3 separate regions of the Anser cygnoides genome follow, and regions 2 and 3 are each linked to region 1. A link is a contact called in public Hi-C data. All regions are on one chromosome and are shown on one strand. The core of a region is the stretch at or near the end of the contact, and the rest is flanking DNA. Distances in the headings are between cores, read along the strand shown.

The links. A called contact is a pair of places that touch in the nucleus more often than the background predicts.
Region 2: a contact with region 1 is called in a Hi-C map of liver, with 9 times the contacts expected there. The contact joins the enhancer-like site here to the promoter of CFI in region 1. A contact is called at or near these places in 2 of 7 Hi-C or Micro-C datasets (both in liver).
Region 3: a contact with region 1 is called in a Hi-C map of liver, with 14 times the contacts expected there. The contact joins the promoter of ENPEP here to the promoter of CFI in region 1. A contact is called at or near these places in 2 of 7 Hi-C or Micro-C datasets (both in liver).

Annotation. Positions count from the first base shown.
Region 1 is chr4:76,571,737-76,575,434 of Taihu_goose_T2T_genome, reverse strand. CFI (complement factor I) reads left to right here and starts at 1,887. Exons shown (of 12, transcript XM_013185305.3): 1 at 1,887-2,230. The coding sequence starts at 2,177. It overlaps GAR1 (GAR1 ribonucleoprotein), which reads right to left and starts at 1,886. Exons shown (of 7, transcript XM_066996437.1): 1 at 1,777-1,886; 2 at 1,277-1,493; 3 at 1,042-1,196; 4 at 46-105. The coding sequence starts at 1,475.
Region 2 is chr4:76,896,451-76,900,148 of Taihu_goose_T2T_genome, reverse strand. It overlaps LOC106038676 (a long non-coding RNA gene), which reads left to right. Exons shown (of 3, transcript XR_001208765.3): 2 at 617-855; 3 at 1,019-1,256. Among named protein-coding and RNA genes, the nearest start is that of PITX2, 38 kb to the left of the region's middle. Within about 2 kb of position 1,823, at least 2 of the 3 cell types and tissues checked have open chromatin away from gene starts, as enhancers often do. A contact at or near this core is called in liver, where this site is marked.
Region 3 is chr4:76,856,940-76,860,637 of Taihu_goose_T2T_genome, reverse strand. It overlaps ENPEP (glutamyl aminopeptidase), which reads right to left and starts at 1,815. Exons shown (of 20, transcript XM_013185387.3): 1 at 946-1,815. The coding sequence starts at 1,577.

The DNA of each region.
Region 1 (3,698 bases), core at 638-3,137:
TAACTGATAACATACACAAGAATTGTGCTACTGAGATTGGCTAACCTTTTGCATTTTTTTAAATGAAGAAGCTTTCATGTTCTCAGACAATTTCACTGAAAAATACTGTGAGTTTCGTTAAGGAACACACCAGGAATAAAACATTAGAATCGCACTTTTGATTATCACACAAAGGAATTCAGACATTTCAGACAATATCTAAATTAGCATTTTTACAAATGAAGGTAAACATCACCACCACAAATTAAAGTTACAACTGAAAGATCCGTAAAAAACATTTCTAATTTTTCCTCATAGTTACAAACGCTGTATTTTGTGGTAAATTGTTTTTCTTCCCATGTATCAAGGCATAAAAAAGAACATACTGGTGAAAAGAGTATATAAAAATGTAATTGTAAAGAAACAAATCTGCTTGGCCAGTAACTATCTCTATAGCTCCAGAGTGACCACAGGGTGTATCTGGAACAGCAGAGATGCTGCAGGGCCTTTGCTAGTGCTGTGCTGGCTCGTACGACTGCCTGACTGGGGGATGAGATGAGGCAGCAGGGGCTGCTCAACCCAAGCACAAGCTCATCCTTATCCTACAGGGATGTGGTGGCCACTCTGCAGCTCCACAGGCAACCCTCTACTTATCCTGTGACTCTTCAGCATGTAAGGGCATTTGTGTGTAGTTCCCAAAGATCGCGAGCTGCTGCTGGCCAACTCTGCTCAATAAAACTCAAGATTTGGAGTTTGGTTCTTTGGTTCTTGGTTTGGTTCTTTGGAGAACCAAGGAGCTGCAAAATACACTCCAGCCCCCTTTTTATTTCTTGGTACACTGTAAGAGGAAAACAAGTTTCTGAAGCTCAAATAATCCTGATGCAGAAAGCAAACCTGTAAGTTAATACATTCAGACTGTGAGAAGGTTTTAAACCTGTGTGTTTACTCCCCATTTAGAGAGGGACAGGAAAATGAACTGTTTTCAAGTTCTACATCAAACCTTTTGAATGGTCAATCAGCCCTTAAAAAGCAAACACCATGTCACACATTTTTGAAGGATACAAAATCTTGTAGCTGTCCAAAGATTTCATCCACTTTGCCAATCTGTTCCTTATTATCCAGGTACACGGGTGCGTTGAAATAAGGCACCCTGTTTTCTTCTGTTTTACACTTACAGATGAGTTCATCTTCACACGGATGCATGAACTCTCCTAATACTGAAATAAACGACAAACAAGCTGAAGATCTTGAATAGTCCTTTTACGTTAAAGAAACAGAATCTCTTCGTGTAACTTACAAACTACCGTTTCTGGAGGCCCCTGGTCGTATCCGCCTCTGTTGAAGCCTCCTCGGCCGCCTCCCCGTCCGAAGCCTCCTCGTCCACCACGATTAAAGCCACCTCTGTCGCCACCGCCTCCTCCACGATTAAAGCCGCCTCCTCTTCCTCCTCCTCCGCCACCTCTTCCTCCTCCACCTCCTCTCCCACGGAAACTCATCCTCTACCTCCTCCTAGACTGCGAAGGCACAAAACCACCTGGTTAAGAAGCAAAAGACATTTACGAGTTGATGAGGTGCGAACGAAGGTCACCGGCGGCCCTGTGCGATGGCTAGCTGCTTCTACCCTGGCTAAAAACACGCGGGACAGACATGGGGGGGGCAGCGGACACCCCCGGCCCCTCCACCGGGCCCGGCCTCCCTCAGGGCCGTCTCCCCTCCCGGCTCGGAGGCGGTTTGGCCGGTCCCCAAGGGCCCTAACGGTTTTAACGGCCGTAACGGCCGGGCCCCACGCGCGCCTACCCCTGCACACGCGGGCGCCGGCGTTGTCAGGGCGGCCCGCCAAGCGCTCCGCCTGCCGCAAAGGAGAGCGAGGGCCGCGCGGCAGTGTCGCAAAAGGGGGGAGGTTTTGCCAGGGGTTGTGCTGGCGTCGTCTCCCACCCGGCCTTTACATCCTCTTATCTCCCGCTTGTTGCGTTTTCTTATCTCGCGTCCACGCTAAAACGAGTTAAACTGAGCCGCGTGGCCAGGGCAGGTCCGTGGGTTAATGGTTAAGGCTTCCCCTGCGCCGTTTTCACGCCCGCTTTTTAAAAAAAAAAAAAAAATCGGGCTGGTGGTTAAAAATTAGACACAGATCTGCCCAGGGGCGACCAGGGGGACCCCGGCCGCAGGGCTCCGCTGCGGACAGGGAGAAAGCTCGGCCATGAGGGCGGTATTCGTGGCGTGCTTGTCCCTCCTTTGGGTTTGTGGAGCGGAGGTAAGGATTTGTTGCGTTGGGGGATCATTAACTTAATTAAATGATACTCGTAAAGCAGTTAGAAGGTCGTTACTATGAAAACAAAGCCAGCTGATTTTTTAAAAAAGTTTCACAGTTTTTGTATTTCATACGTTTTTCTCCAGCCTGGTTTGCCTATCTGAGTCTTGCTACTTCGCATATCGATTCTGCCAGGGGATTACATGAACAGGCTTCTGGAAAAGGTTTTAATCGTGATCCTATCCCGCAGCCAATTTGCAGGCATGGCTGACCCCACAAAGGTGCAGCAATTTCCCCTCTCCCCCTTTTCTGAGAAATGAGACCACAGCCTTAACTTCTAACGTGGCGACGCCGCGTGTTGAAAGGCCTGAGGTTGTGCTGGGGAACCTCTTCCAGCAGAAGTCTGTCATGAAGTCCAGGCAGGCTCGGTGTTCAGCAAACCCCGAGCCTTTCAGAGAAGCCCCCAGGTAAAAAGCAACGCTTTCTGATGGCTGTTCACTCAGGACTTGGGAGAAACGCCTAGTGCGATACGGGAGTTGTGCCAAGCCAGATCTGGCTCACGCTTTGCCATGTGAATCCAAGAAGAATGCGTTGGATTCTACTGACCTGAGGAGAGCAGGAAGAATTTATTAAGATCATACAGTCATTAAAGGGGGGTGGGCGGTGGGGGGAGGATTAATTTCTGCCCCAGCAACATCCCTGCTGACTTTACTCAGGCCAGGATTTCTTCACGAGAACTTTAAACTTAGGCTCTATTGATTCGGTGGACACAGTGAAAGCTGATAAATCCCATTTGACTACTGGCTTTCTCTCCCGCGTTTATGCAAAGTCCATCCATACATTTTTCAAGCTTCAACATTCTTCCTACTCATAGATCTTAGTAAGCAAAAGCACGCAGCCAGCAATGGCTCACCTAGACAGTCAGATGGAGGATCAGGATCCATACTTGCGGTCCAGTAACAGCCAGCAACCCCACCACAAATCCACTGCTCTGCGAGATAGAGGAAGAGAACTGATAAGGAGGAGCATTTATTTTTCACATTTCTTGAAGATACGTACACTTATTGCTTCAGCAGTCTTGCCTTGAAACAAATAATTAATTTTAGACTTCTTTATTCGCTTCTAAGTAGTTCCTAAATATTTATAAGTGGTAGTTAAACTCAAAGCCAACTGGACCAATGAAAAGGTCTCAAAAAAAAATCAAGTTGCTACTTTTTAAAATTTTATTTTTCTGATGTTTAAGTCCCCTTATGTTTTAAGTTGTTTACAATCCCATTGTTGTGGAGTGTTGTAAACCACTGGCTTAAAATATTTATCATCTGTTGGGTGCTTCAGCCAATGTTTGAAGAGTAAAGAAAATAAAGTGTGTGGGAGATCAGTAAAAGTGAAGGTCACACCAGTGGAACAATCTTAAAAGGAAGAAAAACTGAGAAAGATGAGGTCTCCAAGACATGGAGATAAACACCATAAA
Region 2 (3,698 bases), core at 574-3,073, 320 kb before region 1:
GCACGCTGTGTTAAAGCCGGTATAATTAAATGCAATGACTGCTAACCGTCACTAGAGGATGCTCTTAATACACTGCGGAGAAATAAAAATAGGAAAATCTTTTCACTGCATGTTCTCGTCTTCGACAAAGGAGTATGGTTTTTGTTGTCGTTGCTGTTGTTTTTCTTTTACGAGGCGGAAAAAAGTTCATTTCTATCTCCATGATGCTTCTGCATGAATATCCTATTTATTTCCATCCTTTTAACCATAAACTCATTCTAGCTATTACAACCCCGTGAGATTAGAAAATGCACAGACAAACCACATTTCCCAGATCACCATATTCATTTTTTCTGGTGCACACAGAAAATAGATTATAATTTTCGAGTTGCCTGTTAAGATGTATTTGAGCAATAGCTCCTAATTATAGTAGTAAACATTTTAATATTTTACCTTTACTTTACTTTTTACTACATTTACTTTTTACTTTCCTACAAGTTTATGTTTTACTTTGATATATGTTTGGGGGGGCAATACCTTTCCCATAGCAAAAACTTAATGCCGTTATTTCTCTAACATGTTTTCTGATGCTTACTCTTTTCTGTCCTAATCTCCCCATCTGATTTGTCTTTGATAGGTTGCATTCATCTCCTATGTAAGGAACTACATCTAAAACAATTTTTAAAATATTTCAGGAACTCTTCAATAACTTGTGCAGAGCTGTTAACGTCAAAAATAGGCATGGTTAAACAAACAACACCCAGGATAGGACGTGTGTCACCAGGACATGTCTGTCAAACTACTTTGTCAACTTAAATGCCTCTCTGGTCCCAAGTCCTGCACATTGTTTCCGTGTTCACTTGGACAGCCCGGAAGGTACTCCAGAAATGTTTTGTTTTTATTTTTTTCCCGAGTGAAATCACCCATCCATCAGATCAGATTGTTTTGGACTGATGTTGTGTTCTCCAGCCTTTCAAAATGCACAGATGACCAAACGTTTCTCTCCTTGCTCTCTTCTCTTTTAATCATGCCTCTACAGATGTGGCCGTGGGTAGCAGTCTGTCCAGCGTGTGGAGCAATTGGAGCAGGAGGCACCAGCTCTGCTCTGGAAGCCGCATTGGCTTGTTAGCATAGCGTGCTCACATGAACAACGTCCTTCATCCTAGCCCTGACTTTTCTGGCCAGGCTGCTCCGATGCCAACTACGACATGCTGTTTGGCTGCCTAACTGATTTCCCTCTCCTGCAATCTGATCTTTGCCATGGCTGACCTTCTCCTAGGTTGTGTTGTTCCAATGCAAATTGCATGTTGTTGGCTCTGCTGGCTGTTCCGTGTTTGTAATAAAGCAGTGACTGACAGTGTTCATGAAAACCTGCCCCTGCTTGCATCAGCCTTTCTCAAATTGCGCAATTGTGTGCTTCTGTTTTGTGGCTAGGGCGATACCTGAGGGTGTAGTTTGCTCTGGTTCACCTCCCAGTTTGTGTTGGTTCACTTTCCTGCCTGGAGCTTGTCTTTCCTCCCTTGCAGTCTGGCTGGGAAGCTCGGCAGCCCGCGTGTGAAGCCAGCAGTTGTGTTATTTTGGGGCACTCGCTAGGGGAGCACATTTTTGTTTGTTTGTTTTTCTCCTGAACTAGGGAGGAGAGGAGCGAGCCTGTGCGGCTTGAATGGAGCTTTGTTTTGGGCAGGGGAAATGAAAAGCTGAAATCTTGCCTAGCCTGACACAGAACTGTGCCCTTCCACAGGGCTCAGCCTTTTGGTTTGGGGTCCTTGAAGTGGTAAAGTACAAGAAGGGCTGCCTTTACCAGAGCGCCAGAGCAGAGGAACGCCCCTTACGTGCAGCGGTCGGAGACCTTGTGCGGGAGGTGGAAGACTTGGTGAATTATTGTTTCTGCTGGAGAGAATTTCAAACCGCATGCCTTCCCTTTCGGGCTGTTGCTCAAACCGCTGTACTCTACAACTCTGATCCTATGCGTTTGTATTTGCTTAGGGCCTGTTAATGCAGGTCTGAGCTTATTAGCAGTCTCTGTTGAGGACATCCATCTGTACTTAAAGTAATAATAAAATACAGCAGTCTGGCATTCCTGTGTTTTCAGATACTCATGTGAAGGACCAAACTAGAAAGCTACTCATTTGCTTTTAGTCCTGACTATTATTTAAGTACCACGTGGGAATTTGAACGACCAGGCCTGGTATATTGTCACGTGGAAGAATTCTCTTGCATTTCTGTGGAGGAGATGGAACCGAGCCTTGATCTGCTTGCTTTCTTTGTAAGTGCTCCAGCCTGAGAAAAAGGGAGCTGGTGACTTTTCATCAGTGATTTTGTAGCTTCAGGTCCGCAGTGTTTTCTCCATCTGAACTTGCTTAACGAACCTGGGTGGGCCATAATTTCAGTTTGCTGAAAGAGAGCATTTGCTAAAATAAATGAATCAAATCTGTTTTTGGCTGCCCACCAGACACCTGCAAAATCTGCCTCCTAGACTGCCACAGCAACTATTTTGGCTCATAAGAACTTGATCTGCGGCATTAACAACTTCTTGCCATAATGTCCTGCAACTTTTTCTCTGGCTATAGCTACAGTGACTATCCTCTGGAGAGTGTCCTGCAGTTGTTTTGTTTCAGGCTCCCTCTTTGCAAAAGACATGAAAATACCCTGAAGTTGCAGACCTGCTACAGGTGTGAGATCTGTAGCTCTGTGGCATGCGGCTCCTGGCTGGACTGGCTTCTTCACCAAGCTGTTTGAATGAATTTGACAGCAGACAATGCAGAATGGGAAAGCTGCTGTGGCAGGACCTCATGATATGCAACTGGCTTTGCACTCCCTGGAAGAAAATGTATCTGTGACTAGACTCTAGTTCACTGCAAGTTGTTTAAAAAAATTCAGAAGTGCTGGAAAGGATATTTAGAGGTCACCTGGCCATTTCATCCATCTCCAAAGAAAAGTTAGCATTGATAATTTAAGCTAAAGCAAAGGTTGTACAGTGGATATCGCACATACAACTCCACCATCTACTTAAAATTAAGGTTTAATTCTTATTAAAAATAAGAATCTTGTATCCCCAGCCTCCCTTTCGTAGAGTTAGACTCCAGTGCTCTCTCATGCCTGGATCTCTTCCTTTCCCTGTCTGCCTGCTTCTTGAGACCACCTGTACACATTGCTTCAGCGTCATTAAACCACCAGCAAACAGACAAATCCCTGGACATCAGTGTGTGAAGAACAGAGGGTTGATATTGAAAGGATTTCCGTATGTGAGAGATTACTGAAACAGCTAGTGAGTGCTACTTAAGAGCAAGGTCTCTCAGATACTGTGCCATGGTCGTGTTTCTCAGGATTTGTTCTTCACTCGCAGCTCTTTAGAATATACTCTGTGAAGCCAGAACCTCTCAGATTTATCTGAACCTAATACAATTCAGGTGCTTTGATAAATAGATTTATTTTTTTTTCCAGAATGTACCTTGGAAATGCTCAGACACCTGGGCAGCCGTATGAGTCACTGCGGTACCTGTGAGCTGGAGAACACCTTAGTCTCATCTGGCTGTATGCTCCTGTACCAGTTTTCCACATACAGGCATACATTTAGGTGCTGTAAATGTGGGTGTGAAGTTGGAATACCTCCAGGTCAACTGCCTAAACACTAGGGAAAGCAAACACAGCCTTGTTTGACTAACTTTCATAATTGGATATGTATAACACAAGATGAAGTCTTAACCTGACAGCATAGT
Region 3 (3,698 bases), core at 566-3,065, 290 kb before region 1:
CTACTACTCCTGGCACTGCCTGCCAGCAGTTGAATGAAGCTGATGCAACTCTCACTCATGACACTGTTGTCCCAGGAAGGCAAAAAAAGTGCCATGAAAACAGACCAATGTTTGGCTTTGTGTTCCTGAAACAAGACCCTAGAAGAGTCTAGCCAAGTTTATCTTCTAGTTTTAAAGGCTGGCCTAAGTCACTTCAGAAATGTAGATACTGTAAAATGGATGGTATTGTGCCCTTTCCATGCATTAAGTGAGAAGTTTTGCCCCTGAGCACTGAGAAATGGCTTTTTCAGGCTTTCCCCTTGAAGTGGTGCAAAACTGGGAAGTGAAGTGGGTTAAACGAACCACAAGAAGCTTATATCAATAACTACTGATATGTTAAAAAAGAAGAGCTGGAGCAGAGAAACTTCAAGTCAGAGATAACCTTCATAGTTCAGATCTCCCTAACTCATAATTTAAACCAGCTACAGAAGGGACAGAGTTTGGATATTCCTCAGGCTTGCAACATCAAGGAGGCACAATGTCAGGAAAAGTATCACAAGAGCATTTCACACCAAAACTATTACTCTGGGGGTGACCAGTGCGTTGTGAGAGCTGTATGTTATTTATTGGACTATGGAGCTAAAAAACAGGCCTCAGTCCCTCTACCTCTCTGAGGGAGCCTTTTGTAATGCTCAAGGGTAACCTGGGACCAGTAGAGTTTGGAAAAGCTTTTCAAATTTTCAAAATAATAACAGAAGCCCCCAGCTCTCCAGCGCGCTCTTGTCAACAGCCAAAAGATTTTGAATACAACATCTTCCTTAGGGGAATGACAAAATTAAAGAGCAGCCCAGAAATGTCAGCAAGTTGGTGAGAGACAAGACTGAGAAGCTGACACAGGAATAGAGCAGGTCTCAGCAAGTAGGAATAGAGAAGAACATTTAATAAATAAAAGAAAATTTCCTTTACTTAGTCTGTCCGTTCTCAGTGTAGGTGGTCCTATAAAAGCCAACCAGGGAACCATTCAGCCAGCCTTGAAACTTCAGGGTGAGTATATAAGGGTCATTCTCATCAGTGACAGGGAGCTCCGCTTCTGCCTTCATCACTATGTACTCTTGTGGTGTGTACTCAAAGCAGTCAGTCACAGCAATCTGCTGTCCTGAGGATTTCTTGAGCGTGGGCCTTTCTGTAATCTTGGTCTCTCGCAGATGGAGCCACAGGTGGGTGGTAGATTTTTCCAAAGCGATATAAATACTGACTGTCCCTGTGTAAATGTCTGCCTCCATCTCAGGCTTCACTTCCAGGTCATAGTGGAAAGGCTTCACGTAAGTGGGTAGTCTGAAATGTCTCCACTCGCCAGTATCATCATTTTTAGGAGGACAGGAACCTGCATCCACTGTGGGAGGAGAGGTTGTTGGCTGATCTGGCTGATTTGGCTTATCTGTTTCCGCTGAAGACTGCTGCGATTTAGGTCTGGTCAGTCCCACACCAAGCCCCACAGCAAGACCTACAATGGCCACAACGCCACAGATAATAGCCACATGCTTTGTCTTCATGCAGTACTTCTTGGGCTTCTTATCCTCGAGATCCATGTCCTCCATCTCAGCTCCCGGGTCTGTTCTCAGAGCAAAACATTAACCATATAAAGCTTATTAGTCAATTCAGCACTTGCTTTCGGTAAACTCAGCAGACTTGGTTTGTACGTTAATTGTGTAGCTATAGCTGTTCTCTCTCTGTCTCCCCCACCTCGCTTTCCGCAAGGCACTCAATTAATTAAAGATAACATGCATTTAGAGGAAACATGAATGATCAAAAGGAGTGCAGCTGGGCAGGGAGACCGAGGGAACCGACACAGAGGAACATTGTTCCCACTGCACTCCCCTTATAAGCAGCACAACCCCACCCCCAGCCCCTCCTGCTCCGGCCTGAGTTAAATATAAAACAGTGCTATGTTAATCAGCAGTTAGGAGATGATCAGATGCCAAAGCTCTGTCAGCAGCTTTCAGAAGGAGTTTGCAGATAGAGGTGTAACTGCTCCAAAACCTCAACCTTTGCCACTGCCTCTTCCTTTTTTTACCTTGCTGTGTCTTGTTTGGGTTTTTGAGGTTGCAGGGTTTTTTTCCCTCTTACTAGCAAGGATTTCCTTGAACTTCCACCCTATAGTTTGTGAAATGACATCTCTAAAGTCTCAAAAATCCAGCAAAATCACATACATCTTTCAAGGGCTTTTCAACTGTTTCGCCTCTTTTCTAGGCTCATTTACCTCTGCTGTGTAATTCGAGGCAGTTGCAGGCAGAAGAATGTACAGCGGAATGATAAATCTTCATCGCTGACTTCAAACTTTAAAACATGTCCAATTCTTTTTGTCTCATAGGGCCAATTTTCCAGGAGACTGCTCATGACCGTGCATGCACAGGCAGCCTGGGATATGGCTGCCTTGTTGGTCAGTGCAATTGCAGAGCTGCCCGTGAACCCTCGCTGGGAGGGACACTTCTAAATACGCAGTTGGATGATTTATGTACTAAAAATCTAACTCAGCATTTACTGCATGTCATCGCAATGTGGCGCTTCATTGAAACAAATTAATTGAACAGAGCCCAGTTCTGCCTGGAAAACCTTATTATAAGTAATGCCTTGCTAAGCTTGCAAGCAAGGTGTTGCTAATGTAACACCAAACTGAGTCTTGACCTTGTTTGACATAGAACTAAAGGAAAACAATAGAATAGAAACCTCAGTCTTCAGCTCTCTTAACCCTTTTCCTCCACTTACAGAGCCCATTTCAGTAGGTTTTAAATCAGGCACATCAGTTTGGCTTCGTGCCTCCTGTTTTAGTTTATAATGAGATAGATTAACGTTGCTCTTCACATCAGTTACAATTCTCTGACTACTGAGCCTCTTTTCTTTTTTTTTTTTTTTTTTTTCTTTTAGGATAGATAAAGTTTTACCTGGACAGGGAGATTCAAGACTTAGAATTAGTGAACACATGCTCCCAGTGAGACACACTGTCTCAGGGAAGGAGCCTTTCCAGAATAGGTTTCATCCAGTCTATTCAGTCTTTTTAGAAATGAATCTGCTCCCAAGCTTTGTAAGTCTCCCTTTGAAATATTCGCCAGCCACCACCAGGAACTTTAGCCACCCAATCCACATCAGCACTCTTATAGCACACTACTATTTATATTGCTTCTTCTTTTAAGGGCAAAGTTTTCCATCAGGAATTGAGAAAAGAAAAGGTCTTTTTTTTTTTTTTCCAGAGCATCAAGTTAACTCTTACTCAGATACTTTCAAAAGTGAAAAAAAAAAAGGAAAAGGAAAAAAATAAAAAAAATTCAAGCAGAAAGCTAAAAATCTGTTTCATATTATGTCTGGTTTTATTGTTTCCCATTTCCCTCTCGTGATCAAAACTAGATATGACATGGGAAACCAGTGCCCTTTAACGGATTGGGTAAGAATTTAACTTCCAGCAACAGAGCCAGCATTGAAGATCATAGTCTTAACATTTAAAACCATTTCTGCTTTTCTTTTGTTCTGATTGAAGACGACATGAAAACAGAGTGAGAATAGATTTTAAATAAGACATCTTAAGCCAAAGCAGGCCATAAGTGATGAGATAGTAAATGTGTCTTGATTTCAAGCATGCTTTTTACATCAATACGATTTTCCTCCTCCATAGCCAAGAGGTTTTCTGCTAAACGTTAAGTCTATAGGTTGCAGAACAGGTTATT